Linked DNA regions of Mus musculus: region 1 is linked to region 2. A link is a contact called in public Micro-C data. All regions are on one chromosome and are shown on one strand. Each heading gives the region's core, a stretch centred on a gene start, on an enhancer-like site or on the middle of the called end of the contact. The rest is flanking DNA. Distances are from core to core; before and after follow the strand shown. Region 1 overlaps B3galnt2 (UDP-GalNAc:betaGlcNAc beta 1,3-galactosaminyltransferase, polypeptide 2). Region 2 has its middle 63 kb from the start of Gng4.

Region 1 (2,751 bases), core at 87-2,586, 120 kb before region 2:
GCTATAACTGGTCCAAGAATGATTCTTAAACTTGAACATCTAGTGTCAACACAACTTCCAAGTACTCAATCCTCAAGTTTTTTGGCATTGTCATCTAGATTACCCACAAGGAGCTGAGTTCTAAAGTGCTAGCTTAAGAGAACCAGTTGTCAAATTTTCAACAAATTTTGTAAATGGTTAAGTACAGTCTTTATTAATTTACAGAAACAACTAAATATATTTAAAACAAGGAAACACTAAGTTCTCCACTTCCTGGGTTTCTTACTAAGGTTATTTATACTTTTATCTACTGGATGGAATAGTCATGCTGTATCTCTTTACAATTCTGTGCCCAATTACTTCACATTAGTTGCTTGAAATTACATCATAGTAGTTGGCCTTTGTGAAAATATCTAAACCACAGAAATTGATAAACAATAAGGACTCGATTTCTTGTATCACTGTTTCTCTAGACTATGAGAAAATGTTATTAGTGCAGATTAAGCCTACATGTAATACATTTCCAGCCTTTACTTTCTGAACAGTACTAAAAAAATAGGAATAGGTTTTCTTTTTCTCTACCTGCCTCTGCCTCTGCCTCCCAAGTGCTGGGATTAAAGGCGTGTGCCACCACATCCGGCTGAATAGGTTTTCAATGTCCAAAAACTATTAGATGATCCAACAAAGAAGTCACTGACTTCACTGACTAAGAATAAATACTGACATATCTTAGCAGAAAAAAATTTGAACATTATTTTTATGTGTATGGGTATTTTGCCTGCATGAACATCTGGGTGCCACATGCAATGTAGTTCCCATGAAGTCAAAAGAAGGTAGTGGGTCCCCTGGGACTGGAATTACAAGACAGTTGTGAACTGCCATGAGGGCGCTTAGAACTGATCCTGGGTTCTCTAGCAGAGCAAGTAGAGCTCCCTCTTCAGACTTAAGTCTTATTCTTTAACCTAAAATATTTACTTCAGAGCTATATGGCTTTGGTGATTACACCCATAAATTTATTACAAATTTAATGTTCTGGAAAAATAGAAGCATTTTATGAAAATTAACTGACCAAATAGAATTTACTAATTTTACAGAGTACTACATGTTATTAACTATCAATTATGTGCTATAAGTCTTTATGTCAATAAAATTGTGATAAACCTAGGTACATAAGAATACACTTTTTTTTCAGGGAGCCATTCAATAAACATTTACAGAGTACACCATAGCCTGAGGGTGCCTGAGCTCAAGCACCCTCAGCTGAGCTTTTTTTTTCTTCTCGTCATACTTAGCACATTGCCTGAGGATTTCACAACTCTCAAGTCAGACACCTCCTGTTCCCTCTACAGATTCTGATGAGTCACTACGAAGTAGTCACACCCCTCAGAGTTCTTGTCTGAACAAGTCTGCTCCTACACACCTGCTTGCCATGAGCTATGCAGGAGACTGCTGACCTCTCACAGACACAGGCCTTTCCTCCTTTCCTTTCCCCACTTTTATTGTGTCCTCTTGTTTTCTGCCTTCCTAGGCTTTGCCTCTGCTCCAGCACTCACCTCCCAGAACCCCAGGTTACATGTGACTGATGTTCTCAAGCACTCCGGGTTATTTAAAAAGACTGATTTTATCATCTTCTGTCTGCCTGCCTGCACTGCCTATGAGTGTGCCCGCAAAGGCTAGAAAAGGGAGTTGATTTCTTGGAGCTGGAATTCCAGGAGGTTGCAAGGCACCAGATGAAGGTGTGGGAAATCAGACCTCAGGTTTCTCTGGAAGAGCAGCAAGTATTCTTAACTGCTGAACCAGCTCTCCAGGCTATTCCAGGCTATTTTACATATATCTCCATTGTACCCTATACTGTACTATCAACCTACCTATATGTACTAAACTTCAAGTCCCCTAGACTCCAGTTGCACCTTTGTGTTCTAGCACACACAGTGCACTACCTGCTTAGGATACATTAAAGTGATAAACTACAGCCTATTACAGAGGTTTGAAATCAAACACAGTCCTCATAATATAAATAACATGTTTGACTCCTTTGTTAAAACACAAGATACCAAAGAATTCCATAACCACAGAATGCACTGTTTTTACATGAATATGCTAACTAAATGATACTCGTCTTCTTTATTTATCTTAATAACCTTACTAAATTCATATAACTACTATGCCCTAGAAAGTTACTTTTGGTCTTGAATCTGTTTTTATATAGATTATCCATTATTTTCAGAAAACAAACCACAAGTTTATTTCATTTAAGTAACTGCTTCAAAGGCAAATGAATTTCTGGTATAAATTATACTCATTATTTTTAGTTCCAAGGCATTCACTCAATTGTTGTTAAATATCTATTTTATTCTTGGCCAAGTTAGGTTAGAGATCCTGGGGAATCTACCAGGAGATAAAATCAAAGAGCCCACCTCCTAGGGGAATGATGAGTGACTTATAGATGTACTACACATGCCAGCTGGTGATACATCTAATAATAAAGTCAAGCAGGGAAGCCAGGGATGGAGAAGTGGAGTGCTATCTAATCCCAGACTGTCAGCTAGAGAAGAATCTACCAGAGACTTGAAGGAATGCTACCATGGAGACATGTAGTGAAAGAGCGGTCAAAGCAAGAGCAAAGGCTCTGAAGCAGGAGCTCGTGTAGTGTACCGGAGGTAGGGGGAAAGGGGATAGGGAATGGGAAAGACGGTATCATATGTATTTCCCACAGCTGAAGACAGACTTTGTGTGTGTGTTTTGAAAACAGAAGGGTAGACTCCTTAGAGG
Region 2 (2,700 bases), core at 111-2,610:
AGTTAAGTTTTAATGAAATTCAAGCACAGAATAATTCTGGTGAGACTTGCATTAGAGAAAGAACTGGACAGGCCATGCTTCACACTCAGCTCTTGTTCAGTTATGTCCTAGTTTTTGTGTTTCCTCAAGAGGCTGTGTCCAACCTGACCCAAAAGTTCTGTGCAACCTCTGAGGAAAAGACTGTCCTCTGTCACCCTGTGTCCTGCACCAGTATCTCAGTAGCAGCACTAGGGACACTGTGAACCAAGTGATTCTTCACTGGGAGGGACCAGGAATGGAAGAACAGAACACAACCCACTTCTAGGGCTCTAGCCACCAGAGCCAGCAACATCCCCTCCTGTGCCATACAATCAAAAATGTCTCTTGGGGCTGGAGAAATAGGTTAATGGCTAAAGATCTTGCCACACACACAGGCATAAGAATCATAGTTCAGATCCCCAGAATCCACATAAATGCCAAGTAGGGGTGCCAGCCTGCCTATATTTCTAATGCAGGGAAGGCAGGCATGGTTTGCCTGGGCAAGCTGGCTAGTTAGACTAGCCATACAGGAGAGCTATGACTTCAACTGAAAGACTCTGATTCAACAAATAAGATTTAAAAAAGAAGACGCAAAGCATCAGCCTTGAATCTCCAATATACATGAGTGCACATCACACATGCACATGAGAGAAAGTAAAAAAAAAAAAAAAAAAAAAAAACTTCTCTAAATACTGCCAAAGTGTCCCCTGCGGGGTGAAATTCTCCCTGGTAGGGAAGCACTGCCCTGTATCTGTGCCTCTGAAAGGGCTTAAAATGAAATTTTTCTTTCAAGAATTGATTGTTACTAAGTGGTACCAAGAACACTACCATTACACACTGATGAGAATTTTTTTAAAGATCCCACAACTTTTAAGAGGCCCCCACTTCTAAAACTTTCATCTACCCAAAAGCCAAAATTGCACACACTCAAAAAACCAAAACCAAAACCAACCAAATAAACAAAAAACTGCCTTGAACTTGTTTTCCAGAGAAAGGAACAGACTACTTTCTAAGCTTGTCCAAGGTAAGATTTAATCTATAAGAATTATCTTATAGAATTCCTGACTTGATTCAAATAATTTTAGAAAGTTTTAAAAAATGGTTTTAGTTGTTTTGCCAGAAAGATATAATAAAGTTAGAATCAAGAATAGAATGTGCCCACTCCTCTTAAAATAGTAGTAATGACTGCACAATAAGGCATACAATGAGCTTTCACAATTACACTAAAAAGAGAAATAGGCTTGGGACAAATTTGTGATCAAGGAAAAACCTTCATTCTAGGTCAGATCTAAGGATGAAGCCACAGGTGTGCACCACGATAAAGTGGAACTTTTAAACTTATATTGAACTTTCAGAATAAACACCGGTTTGAACTTAATATCAACATCCTTTTGTAACTTCCCTTTTCTGTAACATTTTATCTATGAAGTAATTTTCTAAGAATTTTTGTCTATAAAAAGGCCAGAGAATAGAAATAAGGTGGTGGCTTGGGAGCTCTGCCCTATCCATCCATTCAAATGTCTGTGTATGGCATTTGGGGCTCAGCTCCATCCATCAAATGTATGTATGTATGTCTGTTTGTCTGTGTGAAGGTATGCATAAACACTTGTGGAGTAGATGAAACACGTGGTCAGGCCCAAGCAGAATGTGTGTGTATGAATGGGTGTGCCTCTGTGCATATTGCCCTTGTAAAGGATTTTAATTCTTTTCTTGTCTTTGTAACATTTTTTCTATGAGGTAATTTTTTCTTACACAGAGAACATTTTGGCTAAAAGCTATAAAAAGCTGAAAGTAACTTAAAAAAAGGTGGTGTAGCCATTTCCAGCTTCATCTGGTGTGTGTGTTGTTTGTGTAAGTGACGTCTTTCCTTTTCTCTTCTCTCTGGTTCAGTAAAGGATAACAAGCTCTGAGCCTCTTGCCTGGCCAGTAAGGGGCTTCTGGCTGGCTTGCCAGAGCAAGGAACACTAACAATTAATCCTTTACTTAATTCCCCACTGCTAAACAGCATAAACTATTCACAATAAATCAGCATTTATATTTAAGCACAAATAATAAGAAACCAGCATCTGGGGCTAGAGAGATGGCTCAGCGGTTAAGAGCACTGACTCCTCTTCTAGAGGTCCTGAGTTCAATTCCCAGCAATCACAGGATGGCTCGCAACCCTCTTCTGGTGTGTCTGTAAACATCTACAGTAATAAGAAAGCTAGAGACTAAAAGACCAGAGCTTATTGAAGCACAACTGGAAAGATTATAAGGCCAGAGATCATTCAGTTGTTTAGCCTTCAGCCAACTCTGGGTTCCACCCCAGAACTGCTCCCCTAAGGCTGGGACAGGCCTCTAGCAAGTGTCTGCGCTTTAAGTTATTTAAAATGTCAGTGTTTTAAAAATTATTTTAAAAAACATGCCATGCATCATCTAGGCTTTCCTCAAGGGATGGCTCTTCTGGTGAACAAGCTGTACTGATAGCATCAGCTTGGAAGTCTGTCATTTGTTGCAAAAACAACAAAGGCATCTTTCCTCAAGAAAGGTGACCTGAGAGGACTGCACTGCTACATTTTGTAGCTGCATTAATAAGAATAAATAAGCATGCACAGTAGATCAAACACAACCCCGCATAAAGGAACGGGACTGCTGGAGACATTTCTCTAGGATAAAAGAAAGATGGCAGAAAGCTCTGAGGGA

What was found. A called contact is a pair of places that touch in the nucleus more often than the background predicts.
Region 1: a Micro-C map of the G1E-ER4 cell line shows a contact between it and region 2, with 10 times the contacts expected there. The contact joins two enhancer-like sites. A contact is called at or near these places in 11 of 484 Hi-C or Micro-C datasets (the G1E-ER4 cell line, differentiating embryonic stem cells, embryonic stem cells and 4 more), 2 of 115 datasets of contacts at active chromatin or transcription factors (embryonic stem cells and epiblast stem cells) and 1 of 9 other capture datasets (adipose tissue).

Annotation. Positions count from the first base shown.
Region 1 is chr13:13,967,561-13,970,311 of GRCm38.p6, reverse strand. All of the region lies in intron 2 of B3galnt2 (UDP-GalNAc:betaGlcNAc beta 1,3-galactosaminyltransferase, polypeptide 2), which reads right to left. Among named protein-coding and RNA genes, the nearest start is that of B3galnt2, 14 kb to the right of the region's middle. Within about 2 kb of position 1,336, at least 159 of the 459 cell types and tissues checked have an H3K27ac peak or open chromatin away from gene starts, as enhancers often do. A contact at or near this core is called in the G1E-ER4 cell line, where this site is marked.
Region 2 is chr13:13,846,086-13,848,785 of GRCm38.p6, reverse strand. No RefSeq gene overlaps it. Among named protein-coding and RNA genes, the nearest start is that of Gng4, 63 kb to the right of the region's middle. Within about 2 kb of position 1,360, at least 6 of the 459 cell types and tissues checked have an H3K27ac peak or open chromatin away from gene starts, as enhancers often do. A contact at or near this core is called in the G1E-ER4 cell line, where this site is marked.